5 separate regions of the Sus scrofa genome follow, and all the other regions are linked to region 1. A link is a contact called in public Hi-C and HiChIP or PLAC-seq data. All regions are on one chromosome and are shown on one strand. The core of a region is the stretch at or near the end of the contact, and the rest is flanking DNA. Distances in the headings are between cores, read along the strand shown.

Region 1 (2,726 bases), core at 149-2,648:
TTGACTTTTGCCTTCTGCCTTAATATTTGGGTACCACACACAGAAAAAAAATACAAAAGAATTTCTACTCAACATTCTCCCAAGTCAAGGCTATCTTTCCAGTGGGAATTATTTCAAATTTTGTCAAGCAATGTTTTAAATTATAATACTTTTTATTATTTATAATACCATGACCCACATGGTTCACGTCCCAGAGCAGTGTTGTGGCTAAAAATACACAATCCTTGCAATTCAATTTAGTTTCAATTTTAAAATAAATCAAGTTCTTTTCTTATATATCCTGAACTTTGATGAGGATACTACAGTCCCAGCAATTCTTAAAACTTTCTTTTTTTTCTCCCTTCCTATCTGTTACCATCACATAGATGACCTATTATCCCTAGATCCTTCCCCTCAAATCCTCTGAAAAAAATAATTCCTTCTCTACCTCCAGCCTATATGACTTGTTTAAAAGCTATTTTTGATTTATCTTCCCTCTGCTAGTCCTTCATTATATAAATTGACATTATGCATAAAACTGACACTAAATTGTCCCACATCTTCCCACTGTTCCCACCTCTCTCTCTCTCTCTGCTTGTTCTCCTAGTCTCTCTCCAAAGCCAAGAGAACTGGTAAGACACTTTTGAGGGGGAAAAAAATGACTGAGCAAAGCTGAAAAAACTCTTTTGCAGACAGGTTGTTAGTACAAGAGAGAAACTAAAAATCTTCAAACACCAGTAATTTTTAGTCTGTTACATTCTAATAGCTACACAATTCACTGCACTTTTAATAAAAATATAAAGCTGCTCAAGATGTCTCTAAACTTAAAATCCCTGCAGCCCTCCCTTCATCCAGACTCCAATTTTTAAATAACATCTGGAGTAAAACCTAATATACTGAAGATCCTCTCCACTACTTTCTGAGTACCTCCTGGAGCTTAAAACCTAGAAGAAAAGACGATCAGTGCAACTGGTTTTGTTTTACGCATTTCTGCCTTGGCAGGCCTCCCTGATCTGGATTGAAATTTTGGCCCTAAGCACCATGAAATTCCCGCCCATGATGCGCGTCCCAAGAAACATCTGGGGTCTTTGCGCAAGAGCCTCTAAATCTTCATTTCCCCGTGCGGCGCACACACACAGGCTGCTGCCCACTATGATTTAATCAGATGCCGTTAGAAAAACAGGCACTTAGAATTCTAACATACTGGAACCAGTCATGGTGTTTTGAAAGTCACAGCAGGACTACACTTCGACCCTAGAACAGCACTCGGTCCAGAGTTTTTTGTCTCTTCTCACAGCTCCTCGCTTTTGTACAAAGTAAACTCTTCTTCCTTCCTTCGGTCAAAAGGACGTAGGTTGAGCCATAGGCATGAAAGCGCAGTGTTCTTTTCTCATGAATCAATGAGTGACTTGGTTCCCTATTAGGTCACCACAGAACACAGACTGTAACAGGAACACATACAAGCTCTAAGAGGGGAGGGGAGGGACGCTGTTCTGGAATATCGTTGCCAGAGTAACATAAACCTGGTGTGTTTTCACAAGGAAATGAGTCACTTGTTTCTGTTGGCTAAAACTCTGTTTTCTTTAATTTCATATTTTAGCTGTCTAATGTATGCTGAAAGAGCCCAGGGTTTCCAGTCTTCAGATGAAGATAACTTGTTAATTAAAAGCTCAACAGAGGGTTTGCATGGTAATTAAACGGAACGGGATAAAAGGAACACTCAAGCAACCAGGAGCTCCTAGCAAAGGCAAGGGTGAGAACACTCAAGCCTTAAAGGTTCTGAGCAAGAGAGAGAGGGAGGGAGACCTGAGGGTGGGGCCAGGGCCGGCTCAGCGCATTGAGATAGTTCAAAAGAATACAACAGCTAGAAAGAAAACATAACTGAATCCAATTTGCTTATATATATATATACACACACACACACACAGAGAGAGAGAGAGAGAGAGAGAATATTCAAAGTCAGGATGTGTTCGTTTTGAATTATTTAAGTATTTATTTTAATGTTTTTCTTTCTTTGGGATGGTTTAGCGTTAGAAAGTATTAGAGCAGGAGTTACAGATGCAAATATCTGCATGGCTCAGGGTGGCTCTGGGTAACAAGGAGGCAGAGGAACGTAATAATCTAGCAAACAAATGTCAGCAAACACAATATGTGAGAGCCAGATTTGACCTGTGGGGCTCTAGATTGGGCCCTCCATTCTAGAGTGCCAAGGAACACATTACTCTTTCCTTGTATTGGAAGACTGGCTTTCTTTTTAAATGTATGTGCTGATAAAAATGTCAATGTCCATTCAAACTTTCTATTACCACAACTGCATATATTAAACATCTACTACTCGCTTTTAGGACTCGTGCAGTGCCTCTTCGGGTTCCCAAAATGTATGGCCGTTTGGTAGTATTCTGGCTTTTTTCTTTTTTTGTCTTTTTAGGGCCGCACCCACCATATGAAATTTCCCAGGTTAGGGGTCAAACTGTAGCCACCAGCCTACACCACAGTCACAGCAATGCTGGATTGGAGCCATGTCTGCAACCTACACCACAGCTCAGGGCAACGCCGGATCGCCTACCCACTGAGTGAGTCCAGGGATCCGACTAGTATCCACGAAGATTCGGTTTGATTCAAGACCAGGGATCGAACCCGCATCCTCGTGGATACTAGTCAGATTCGTCTCCATTGCACCACAACAGGAACTCCCCTCTCCCTGCACCTTTTAAAGCAAGGAGCCAGTACCTCATCTCTGACGCATT
Region 2 (2,726 bases), core at 75-2,574, 350 kb after region 1:
TACAAGAGATTAACTCCTTTTACCCAAAGTGAATGAAATGTTTTAGCGTCTTACAAGATTCTGTTTCTGCTGCCCAGTGATTCTTTCCTGGTGAAAGGAGTGGGCAAGAAAAATACTCATAGCCTCCATTTCTACAATGCCTGCCCTACAGTGTGGACGATGGGCGATGTGAATTAGATACCTGGGGTTTAGAGTACATGACTTGCCAGGGCTCTCGATGGGCGATGTGAATTAGATACCTGGGGTTTAGAGTACATGACTTGCCAGAGCCGGGAGAGCCCTGCTGCCCACTGGCTCTTTGAGAAAAGAAACGGGGTCCTCTGATGATAACCAGAGCTTCAGAGAGAAAGGAGTTGGGGCCGGAGCAAAGCATGGCCTCATTGAGATCCACGCAGGCCGCTAAGAATGTAAGCTTTGTGGCCTCATGATCTGCCCCTGCCTCACTTGTTCCCAGGCTCTTTCGCCCATGACCACCAACCAAGAGGCAGGAAAGAAATACGTTGGGCACCTTAAGTTTTGTTAACATTATTTTTGTTCTCATATTTTAAGATGTTTTATGTCATTGGAGTCCTGGGACATCCAGTGGCAGTCTTTACACAAACTGATACCATTTTTTCAGAGCACCTTTTCTATCTGCAGCAGGACTGAGCCAACCAAGTGCTGATGGCTAAAACAGAGCTGTCCCTCACAGAGGATCTGTGGGGCATTTGGGGATTGACGCCACCTTACTGAAAAGCTGTGGCTCCTCCAGTGGTTAGGAGCCAGGACTCCCTCTTGGTCGGAGGTGGCCTGGGTCCGAGCATCTGGGAGGAATTCTTTCCTGGGAAGGGAGGGAGAAAGCTGGCAGCAGCTCGCAGGAAAGCAGGCTCCCTCTCCTCTGAACAGGCAGGGATGAGGAATAGCAGGGGTGGACAGGGAGCCCAGGGTTCTCACCCTTCACAGGCAGTAGCATAGGGTAAATCCACGAACCTGAATTCCACCTTCTCTCAAATTCCATAAAAGCTGATTAAAAATTCACTGGGAGAAAGGCAGTACCTCCCAGCCTGAGGGAGGGCTCAAAAATGTTCAGATCTGACGTGGATATCCTCATTCCACAAGAGTAACCAAAAGGGAAAATATCCAGCTGCCTTGGGGTAAAAGTCACAGACCTGTCGTCATCACCCCCATCCCCCCATGCACAAAAAGCTTCAGAAGATAGCAAGTGGGTGAGGAGTGAAGAGAACTCGGACCTCAGGATTAAAGAAAAGCCCAGCAGGTTCTTCCCCTCAAATAACAATGAGATGAGCTCAGCACCTCTCGTGGCGGCTGAGAACGCGGGCAACCCGGGCCACCAGCTAGGTGGCCGTTGGTAGGCGCGGCGATGCCCACGGGACTGGGAGGCTACGCCCTGCGCCCATCCTTCGTGTGGATGAACTCGGCCAGTCGATGGGATTTCAACGCGGTGGAAGTGCCCCGGAGTGGCTCAGTCTTTGTCCGTCCTGGCTTCTAACGCTTTGGGTCTTTGCAGGGCTCGGGAGTGTTCTCACTTGAGCCACTAGAGGGAGATTTTGTCGCTCTTCACCTGCAGCTGCGAGCGCCAGACCAGAGATGGCCTGGGAGGGGGCGCTGCTGATGTAAACTGAGGATCCCCGGACACAGGACACACATCGTCGGGGATTACAGGGTTCTTGAATTGGGGGTTAATTGAAAGAACTAACAAAGAGAAAATCACGTTGCCCGATGCTGGCAGCTCCCTCATGAAAGCATTGTTGCTCATATTGGAGTGTAACTTAAATGACCTTTTTTTTTTTTTTCTTGGCCGCAAATGCTGCCTGTGGAAGTTCCTGGGCCGGGCATCGAACCCATGCTGCAGCAGGGACCCGAACTTCAGCAGTGACAACGTCGGATACTTAACCCAGTTGGTCACCAGGGGACTCCTACATGTGACCTTTAAGGCTCAAGGAAGGAGGGGGCAGGGGAGGAAGTCTTGTGACTTGAGGCTGCAAAAACGTGCTGGCAGGTCTCTGGGCTGCTCAGAATTGAAAACAGGTGGCTTTGGATTAAATACCAACTTTAATGCTATTATTTTTTTTAATGTGACCGAGATTCGATCTAGGTTATTCCACTGCTCATTTACACAAGATACGGATTATCAACAAGACTGTGGGTAATTCCTACCCTCTAATATCCCTGAAGCCACTTCCTCTGCTTGAATACTTCCAGTGATGGGGCACTTCCCACCTCTCTCGACAACCTGTATCTTTGGAGAGCAGCTCTCAAACTTGTTTAAGGAGTCAAATTTGCAATTTTGTAATTTCTTTTTTTTTTTTTTTTTTTTTTTTTTTTGTCTTTTTGCCTTTTCTAGGGCCGCACCCATGGCGTATGGAGGTTGCCAGGCTAGGGGTCCAATCGGAAATGTAGCCGCCGGCCTACACCAGAGCCACAGCAATGCCAGATCCGAGCTGCGTCTGTGACCTACACCACAGCTCACAGCAACTCTGGATCCCTAACCCACTGAGCAAGGCCAGGGATCAAACACACAACCCCATGGTTCCTAGTCAGATTCATTAACCACTGAGCCACGACGGGAACTCCAAAATTTTGTAATTTCTAACTATCAGCCTTAGTTCTGCCAACTGAGAAGCCATGGGATAAGTTGATCATTGCTGTTGTTGGAAAGACAAAGCACAGTGACAGAGAGCCTATCAGTGACTGCCAGGAGTTCAAGGGGACAGGAAGATGTGCCT
Region 3 (2,726 bases), core at 124-2,623, 330 kb after region 1:
TTCCTAAATACAGTCAGAGGATGGTTTATGTAACGATCAAGTTGCTTAGCCGGCATACACAGAATTACCCAGGATGATTTGCATCAGAGCACTCAGATTCTTGCACGACTGGTGATTTGCCCGTGACATTAGCCAAGGAGAAGAGAAACCTGTATTAGACACAGTCCCCAAAAGACACTTTCTGCACATTGACAAGCTGAACAGTGTGACACTCTTAAGGAGGTTTCTAGATGGTAGAGCAGAAGGAGGTCAACTACACACATGAGTTGTCACTTCTTTTTTTTTTTTTTGTCTTTTGTCTTTTGTCTTGTCTTTTTTTTGTTGTTGTTGTTGTTGTTATTGTTGCTATTTCTTGGGCCACTCCCGTGGCATATGGAGGTTCCCAGGCTAGGGGTTGAATTGGAGCTGTAGCCACCGACCTACGCCAGAGCCACAGCAACGCGGGATCCGAGCCGAGTCTGCAACCTACACCACAGCACGGCAACGCCGGATCGTTAACCCACTGAGCAAGGGCAGGGATCGAACCCGCAACCTCATGGTTCCTAGTCGGATTCGTTAACCACTGCACCACGACGGGAACTCCATGAGTTGTCACTTCTGATATGCCACCCATCATCCCTCTGCCAACACACTTTTCATATCAGGGTGGTGTGGCTGGGTTCCCCAGGCCAGGCATACCCCACACTGACCTGGGACATGGAACGTAATGTGGTAGATATCTAGAGTTCCAAAAGAATCCGGTATACTGCAGCACCATGTTTTCTGCAATCCGCTTTCTGATTTTACTTTTAAAAAATCTGGTGCTTTTGTGTCTGATGTTACCGTATTTTCATTATCTTATGGTAAATTCTTCAAGCATTACTTTATAGTTGGTGTTAAAAAAAATTGCTCATGAGGCCTTTCCTTCTATCCATCCCTACCCAGTCTCATTTTTCCCTGAAAATGTTGAAGCCTTGTCCTTTGGATTTACCTTGACTTTGAGCACTGGCTGTTTTGCAGTAAGTCAGTTTTGCTTGGAAGGACCCCAAGAAGGGTCAAAAAACTGAAAACTTCTGTGGGACAATCTAGGTGAATTCCATAGAACTCAAAAATAAGTACGTCCTATTTGCTTGATAAAAATTCCATTCTGGAGAAATCATGCAGTGGTGGTTTCCCACCCAGTGGATGTTAGAAACAAGTGATGAGAAGTCCTAGTGAGAACTGATGTCCAAATTAGGAGATGTGCCCAAGGCAAAAACACTGTCGCTCATGGTCACGATTCAAGGATTTGTCTAAAAAAATGTTCTTCCAGTACCTTCCTGGAAGAGAGTACAGCCTCCAAGAAGACTAATGCACATGGCATGTTAGCTGCAGTTCTCCACAGGCTGCTTGCCCTGCTGCGCTCTGTTTTTGATTCTGTGGGAAGCGCACACAAGGTTACCCCTGGACCAAGGCCATGCATATATTCAATACTGCAGGAGGCAGTGTGATCACATCACTCTTTCTGGACCTCTTCTTGATATTAATGGAGTCTGAATAAGTCCTTGTGTGCTAAGGGCAGAGAGTTTTTTAAAAGAAAAAAGTGTCGGCGTTCCCATCGTGGCTCAGCAGAAACGAATCTGACTAGTATCCATGAGGATGCAGGTTTGATCCCTGGCCTCACTCAGTGGGTTAAGGAGCAGTATTGCCATGAGCTGTGGTGTGGGTTGCAGACGTGGCTCAGATCTGGTGTTGCTGTGGTTGTGGTGTAGGCTAGCAGCTGTGACTCTGATTTGACCCCTAGCCTGGGAACTTCCATATGCTACAGCTGCGGCCCTAAATAGACAAAAAAAAAAAAAAGTGTCTGGTCACCACCATGTTCATGCACATTCCCATTGTTGCAATGGCATCATTCGGCCACATTGTCCAGAGCTTTGCCTGGGTCATGGAAGAGCTCCAGTGAAGTGCGTACATGACTGCTGGCCAACTCCATCCAAAGACCTAAGCTTGTTTTACATCTGCTTTCTGTGTTACTTTGACTTTTCAGATTGGGTACATGCCCAGGAGGGCTTGAAAACTGCTCTTACCCACATTCTGGAATGTTCTTTACATAGGGAAAGTTACTAGGGCCTTATCCTCTGCGAGGAGACAGAAAAGGTAATGTTTAGAGGAAAAATTACAAATCTAGTAAAAAGGCTGGAAATCTTTCACGGGTTTTTATTGCCCGTTTCGTTTCCTGAATGTTTGTCTTAAGCCCTGTTACTGTACTAAAAACAGAAAATTTTGGCACCTCTAGGACAAGAGAAATACTTAAAGACACGTGCGATGCTCCTGGTACCTCTAAGACAGTGTGATCATACCTTTGGGACTGTGACGTGTTCACGTCTCCCTCACCCAGTGTGTACAGTAGAGCAGGGTCTAAATGTGCATATTGTTGAGCTGTTCCCTCCACAGGCTGGAAGCTTATGAGTAAATCATTGCCATGAAAGCAAAAGCGCTGGAACCATCCTGGGAGGCCAGGGGGGTGAGGGCTGTCTTGCAGAACCAAAACCCCCATACATTCTCTACCAAGGAAGGAAGTCTGGCTTTTACAAGGGACCACACCTAGAAGTGTGCCAGTGTTTTAACTCCCGAGTGCTTTGAATGCCACGTCAGGCTTACGATGAGACTGCGTCAGGCAGCTGTTACCACCCTGGATGGTGACACACACACCCCCCAGCAGTCCCCCTCCAGTCACCTTTCTACACCTTTCTACTCAGGTTCTGCCA
Region 4 (2,726 bases), core at 105-2,604, 300 kb after region 1:
ACGTAGAAAGCACTCAGTTAAAGTGGGCTGTTGTTATTCTTTTATTCCTCCGTTCCTTCCTCCTAAATTTTGACTGATTATTTTTTGCCAGGCACTATGCCAGGGCCTGAGATGCTAAGAGGAAAGCAGTCTGAGGGAACACAGACTGATGTGATGCGGATGCAGACATGGGGTTGGTGTAGCAGCGGGCCGAGGGCTGCACCAAGAACACTGAGGACCCACTGCCTCGGGCCAGTGCAGAGGCAGCGCTTAGCTTGGTCAGGGAAGGTCAGAGAAGGCTTGCTGCTACTGGAGAGAACCATGAAACTGAGCCTTGCAGAATGAGACTGAATTTCCCCAGTGAAGTAACTTCTTGAAGGGCAGAAGATGAAGATGGAGCAGGACAAGCGCAGGGCCTTATACAGGATCAAAAGGCAGCTGGAGCTGTGTGAATTCCCAGGGTTGCTGTTGCAGAGTACCACAAACTTGATGACTTAAAATAATGTGTTATTATCCCACAGTTTTAGAGGCTAGAAGTCCAAAATTAAGGTGTCAGTAGAACCATGTTCCCTCTGAAAGCTTAAGGGAGAATCCTTCCCCGTACAGCTGGTGGTGCTTTGCCTGCAGTTCTTAGTGCTCTGGTTCACAGCTGCATCCCCGGGCTCATCTCAGTCAACACATACCTTCTCCCTGTGATTCTGTCTGGGTCCAGATTCCCTCTTAGAAGGACACCTGTAACATTGGATGTGGGCCTACCCTAATGGCCTTATCTTAATTCAGTTATATCTGCAAAGACCCTATGTCCAAATCAGACCACATTCACAGTCACTGGAGCTTAGGACTTGGACATATCTTTTGGGGGTACCCAGTTCAGCCCATCACTATGGGGGTCAGAAGATGGTGAGCAAAGAGCCCCCAAAGCATAATTTCTTTCTAAGATCAGGATCGTATATTTTTCTCAGTGCAACCTATATCTGTTTCATCTAGAGAACTTGAATTTGTTCCTTGCCAGAAAAGCCAGGTATTTTCATGTGAGAAACCAAGGCTTTCCCTAAAGTTATACAGTTGATTATCCCTCCCTTTGGAACTTATACGTAAGGCTTATTTTTCCCTATTAAATATTATAGTGTTGGCTTTGGCCAAGAATTCATTCTAGCCTATTGAAATAATTTCCAAGCACTATTTCTACCACCTTACATTCACCATTCCCCACTAGCTTTGGAACATTCATATATTTAATAAGAGTGCAGTCAGTGACCCGATTTGTGCCAATTTTTAGATGTTGAAAAAGTTCTGGCCAAGAACAGAGCCTTGTGACACATCCCTACATGCGTCGGCCTTGACCATCAGACTAGCTCAGTCACTTGTTTAGCTAGTTACCCACTCATCCAAACCACATTTCCTCTTCCCAGATGTCCTTGTCTAATCCACCAGCAAATAATGATTTTTATTTAGCTCAAAGCAAAATATACTTTGTAGCATTTCTGAGCAACCTTGACTTCCTCACTACTCCCCAGGGTAGAAAGAGCAAAAGTTTCACCATGGGTGTCTTCCTGGGAAGGACTTCTCTGGTGCCTGTTCTTTTCACCAGTCTCTCTATCCAGTCCATTCTGGAATTTTGCTTTAGCTCCATAAGCCTTACCTGCCTTTCTAGAATCTAGGTTTTTTTTGTTCTTTTAAAGAATGGGAATGATATGTCCCCTTTCCATTAGCGCCTCTCCTATGATGCAAGATTTCTCAAAACAACAAGATTGGGAAATCCTGATTATGTCATGTAAATAAGAAGTACTTTTAGCCCCAGTCTTTATTCACAGCACTCATACTTGTACATTCTGGAAGATGCAGCAAATTTAAGCTATCATGAGAGAGAGAGTCTTATTACCTTCATTGAAATATGGAAATTTTGTGAAACTGATACTAAAGTAATTTAACAGCTTTTGGCTCACTTTGGCTCCATTTTTTTTTTTTTTCCCACATAAAGATAATTCTTCTCTGATTTTCTTAAGCTTTAAGATTAGAAATTTTTAGAGCGGTATTGCTCTGTCTTTGGAATGATTGCTTATCTTTATCTGCAGTGTCTAAGGATAGTCTTATTTGGAGCAGATCAGTAGGAAACCAGCATTGGAGCCCTATTTATCCTTTTCCATTAGATCCGCCCTGAAGAGACGTGACCATTGTCACGAGTGACCCTTGAATGAAACATCTAAGTTTAGAAACATCAACTGTGCTGGCAGGCTACATTAGCATTCCCTTGCCTATCCAGCCCAAGTGTATTTTTTACTAATGATACATTTGTATCACATCCCCAGATTTCTTAGAACTGAAGTGAGTAAAATAGATATCATTTTCCTTTTCTGTCTGTTCTTCACACCGGCTTTTCAAGGTCGTGGGGCAGTCAGGATTTATTACTTTAGAAAAGGATGGCCTGACAGCATTTGGAAATCAATATGCTGGTGCCATGTTCTGGATCAAAGCCAACATTCGTGTTCAGTCTAGGAAATGTCCAATTTGACTCCTGCCGTTTTCAGCTCATGTCAGAATCAGGAGAAATTTCTAGGTAGTTTGCACACTCCGTTTTAATAGTTTCAGATAACCCTCTTTGCTTCAGAGAGTACGTTTACTTTTACTCTCTGTCACGTTGTTCTTGTTTTGAATGAAGCAGGCCTTGATGATTTTCGGTGTTGGAGTTTAATACATTCAGTTTCTACAGACTCTGACACAGTTCTCTGTTACTGGGTGTGTGTGTG
Region 5 (2,726 bases), core at 100-2,599, 270 kb before region 1:
ATTTTTTTGTCTTTTTGCTATTTCTTTTGGGCCGCTCCAGCGGCATATGGAGGTTCCCAGGCTAGGGGTCGAATTGGAGCCTTAGCCACCGGCCTACGAAAGAGCCAGAGCAATGCGGGATCCGAGCTGCGTCTGCGACCTACACCACAGCTCACGGCAATGCCGGATCCTTAACCTACTGAGCAAGGCCAGGGATCGAACCTGCAACCTCATGGTTCCTAGTCGGATTCGTTAACCACTGCACCATGACGGGAACTCCTATAGTTACCTTCCAAAAGCAAATTTTTTTGCTCTATGTAATTATCCCAGCTAGGAAAACTATCGCCAAATAGTCAAATAAAATAAGTGGAAATGAAATGAAATACATGTACAACTCACTGTCAGAACAGGAAAGGATGCTGATCATCAACCCCTTACCCTTAGTTCCATGAAAATATTTTTATTGGCTTAAAAAAGAATATATCATTGTGTGTATTTTTAAAAATCAGAGACATCTTGAATTATCAAAGAAAACTTTACAGAACACTGAAACCTACCAAAAATAGGCTGGGGGAAGTTGAAAGGAAAGCAACATCTGATTGATGGTTAAATTACACAACACTGTCACTTCCTTGACAACTGAAGGACGTTTCTCGTTTGTGTGGAGAAACCTCTGCAGTGTTTGCAACAATAAATTTGTCGGTTTAGTGTATAGCTGAAAATATTCACTAGGGGGCAGCCTCTCACTGAAATGCAAGAGAGACTGCCTGCATCATCTGATTTCAATAAGAAACTGGCCCAGGGAGGCACACATTCTCGGCACAGCCTCTAAAGGGAAATTTATGCATCTATAAAATGTTGAATCAGCACAGTCACTCAGTGGCCAGTAAAGGAAGGAAAAAGTCTTGCATAACATTAAAAGCCCAGCATCAATAGATGCTTAGCTGTATGGACGGTGTGTGCTTTGAACACAAAACCTTTGCTGTGTGTGTGCTGAGCGTTTGGCTACTGTCAGGTTTTTTAAGTCATAGTTGATACACACACACACACACACACACACACACACACACAAAGCCACCATGCAAGTAAACGTTTTATAGTTGGGAAGGAATTGAAACAAGTACGGATTGATTTTTCCTTAACCGCTTAAACCCTAGGTTTAAACTGAATGGAACGCTGTGGCCAGGCTGTTCCTTCACCGCTTCCTGACTTTTGTATGACCCTTTCTACCAACCTATTGTTTTTCCTTTTTGCCACTCTTTCTCTTGCGTTTTATATTCCTCAAGTGATCTCACCTAACAAAATCAACAGCCCGTGTCCCGAGGAGAGTCGTGACTGTGTTTTTTTAACCGGGCTCTGAATGGTCTCAGCATTACTCAGAGGCAATATTTGAAATGTGATACTGCCCAGTTCCTCTGCAAGCCAGCAGGGCTGCCAGGCCTATTGTGTCTATGATTGTAAATGCATCTGAGAGCCCCTGAGCAACTGGTGTGACCTTGTGTGGTCCGGGAAGCTGGGAACTGGGACAGAGCAAGGGTGGCCAGGCACATTGTAACCCAGGACCCACATGCAGCATAAGCTGAGCATACAGATGCTTGTGGAAACGTGGGGGCCACCCCTGCAGCCTGGTATGGAAATGGAGCTTGAGAAGAGGAAAGAAAAGGAATCCGTTAGACTAGAGGTGGGCATCCACAGAAACTAGGGCCCACAGAATCAATAATTATTCCCTAAGCTGGAGGCTAGAACTTGTGGCAGTTAGAAAGCATGGCTGGGTATGGGCTCTCTAGCCAGACTAGAGTTTGAATGCTAGCTCTGTCTATTGCTGGCTGGCTGTCTTTGGGAAGGTCACTTTTTTGTGCCTCAGGTTCTTTGTCTGGAAAAGGAGTGCTTAGAATAGTGCCTGGCACATGAGTTCAATGAAAGCAAACTATTATTATTATTGTTGTTGTTGTTGTTACTGTTATTAGGATGCAGAAATGAGGGAAGAGGACTTCATAAAAAGTCAGTTTCCTCCACTGAAAAATGGGGGTAATAGCAGAATCCACTTTATAGAGGTGTTGTAAGATTTAAATAAGCTACCATATGTGAAGTGCTTAGAAGAGTACTTATCAAATAGTAAGTGCTCAATAATTAGTACTGCTATTAGAAACCTAGATAGAGACAACGCTACTTTCTAAAGAGTTGTGTGAGGAATGCATATGTGTTCACTGTATTGTCATCACCCAGGATGCTCAATAAATGTCTGTTCATTTTATTTCTTAACTTGATAATCCTGTTGCTTGGGTCACTTAGTATCCATGTGTATCAGAGGGAAAACTAATTTCAACAACAGGGAGCAAGAATTTACATATAATCAGTCCTATAAAGCAGTGGGTCAACTATTTGATATCTGGGAGCATCTTTGGCAATCTGAAGATAGCTATGGACTCATACCCTAGGAAAAAGCATACACTTGCACACCATTTTACATACACACTCAGAAGTTTTTAGGCATGTCTTGTAGGGAGTCCATAGGAATCCATGAATCTGGGACGGGGAGGTAGCTAAGAATTCCTGTAAAATACAGAAGAATATAACAGGAAGAGATGATTCTTTTTTTTTTTTTTTGTCTTTTTAGGGCCACACTCGAGGCGTATGGAAGTTCCCAGGCTAGGGGTTGAATCGGAGCTGCAGTTGCTGGTCTACGACACAGCCACAGCAATAATGTGAGATCCAAGCTGCATCTGCAGCCTATACCATAGCCTGTG

The links. A called contact is a pair of places that touch in the nucleus more often than the background predicts. HiChIP or PLAC-seq counts read pairs in DNA pulled down with a chosen protein or histone mark.
Region 2: an H3K27ac HiChIP or PLAC-seq map of skeletal muscle shows a contact between it and region 1, with 6 times the contacts expected there. The contact joins two enhancer-like sites. A contact is called at or near these places in 2 of 47 Hi-C or Micro-C datasets (heart right ventricle and subcutaneous adipose tissue) and 1 of 2 datasets of contacts at active chromatin or transcription factors (skeletal muscle).
Region 3: a Hi-C map of embryonic fibroblasts shows a contact between it and region 1, with 2.5 times the contacts expected there. The contact joins two enhancer-like sites. A contact is called at or near these places in 2 of 47 Hi-C or Micro-C datasets (embryonic fibroblasts and heart right ventricle) and 2 of 2 datasets of contacts at active chromatin or transcription factors (alveolar macrophages and skeletal muscle).
Region 4: an H3K27ac HiChIP or PLAC-seq map of alveolar macrophages shows a contact between it and region 1. The contact joins two enhancer-like sites. A contact is called at or near these places in 4 of 47 Hi-C or Micro-C datasets (embryonic fibroblasts, retroperitoneal adipose tissue, skeletal muscle and 1 more) and 2 of 2 datasets of contacts at active chromatin or transcription factors (alveolar macrophages and skeletal muscle).
Region 5: a contact with region 1 is called in a Hi-C map of embryonic fibroblasts, with 4 times the contacts expected there. The contact joins two enhancer-like sites. A contact is called at or near these places in 1 of 47 Hi-C or Micro-C datasets (embryonic fibroblasts) and 1 of 2 datasets of contacts at active chromatin or transcription factors (skeletal muscle).

What each region holds. Positions count from the first base shown.
Region 1 is chr15:67,543,568-67,546,293 of Sscrofa11.1, reverse strand. No RefSeq gene overlaps it. Among named protein-coding and RNA genes, the nearest start is that of RBMS1, 140 kb to the right of the region's middle. Within about 2 kb of position 1,398, at least 43 of the 83 cell types and tissues checked have an H3K27ac peak or open chromatin away from gene starts, as enhancers often do. A contact at or near this core is called in alveolar macrophages, embryonic fibroblasts, retroperitoneal adipose tissue and 2 more, where this site is marked.
Region 2 is chr15:67,189,034-67,191,759 of Sscrofa11.1, reverse strand. No RefSeq gene overlaps it. Among named protein-coding and RNA genes, the nearest start is that of ITGB6, 70 kb to the right of the region's middle. Within about 2 kb of position 1,324, at least 40 of the 83 cell types and tissues checked have an H3K27ac peak or open chromatin away from gene starts, as enhancers often do. A contact at or near this core is called in skeletal muscle and subcutaneous adipose tissue, where this site is marked.
Region 3 is chr15:67,213,043-67,215,768 of Sscrofa11.1, reverse strand. All of the region lies in intron 6 of RBMS1 (RNA-binding motif, single-stranded-interacting protein 1), which reads left to right. Among named protein-coding and RNA genes, the nearest start is that of ITGB6, 94 kb to the right of the region's middle. Within about 2 kb of position 1,373, at least 7 of the 83 cell types and tissues checked have an H3K27ac peak or open chromatin away from gene starts, as enhancers often do. A contact at or near this core is called in embryonic fibroblasts, where this site is marked.
Region 4 is chr15:67,246,504-67,249,229 of Sscrofa11.1, reverse strand. The region is part of intron 2 of RBMS1 (RNA-binding motif, single-stranded-interacting protein 1); the gene reads left to right. Among named protein-coding and RNA genes, the nearest start is that of ITGB6, 130 kb to the right of the region's middle. Within about 2 kb of position 1,354, at least 15 of the 83 cell types and tissues checked have an H3K27ac peak or open chromatin away from gene starts, as enhancers often do. A contact at or near this core is called in alveolar macrophages, retroperitoneal adipose tissue and subcutaneous adipose tissue, where this site is marked.
Region 5 is chr15:67,815,109-67,817,834 of Sscrofa11.1, reverse strand. No RefSeq gene overlaps it. Among named protein-coding and RNA genes, the nearest start is that of TANK, 150 kb to the left of the region's middle. Within about 2 kb of position 1,349, at least 33 of the 83 cell types and tissues checked have an H3K27ac peak or open chromatin away from gene starts, as enhancers often do. A contact at or near this core is called in embryonic fibroblasts and skeletal muscle, where this site is marked.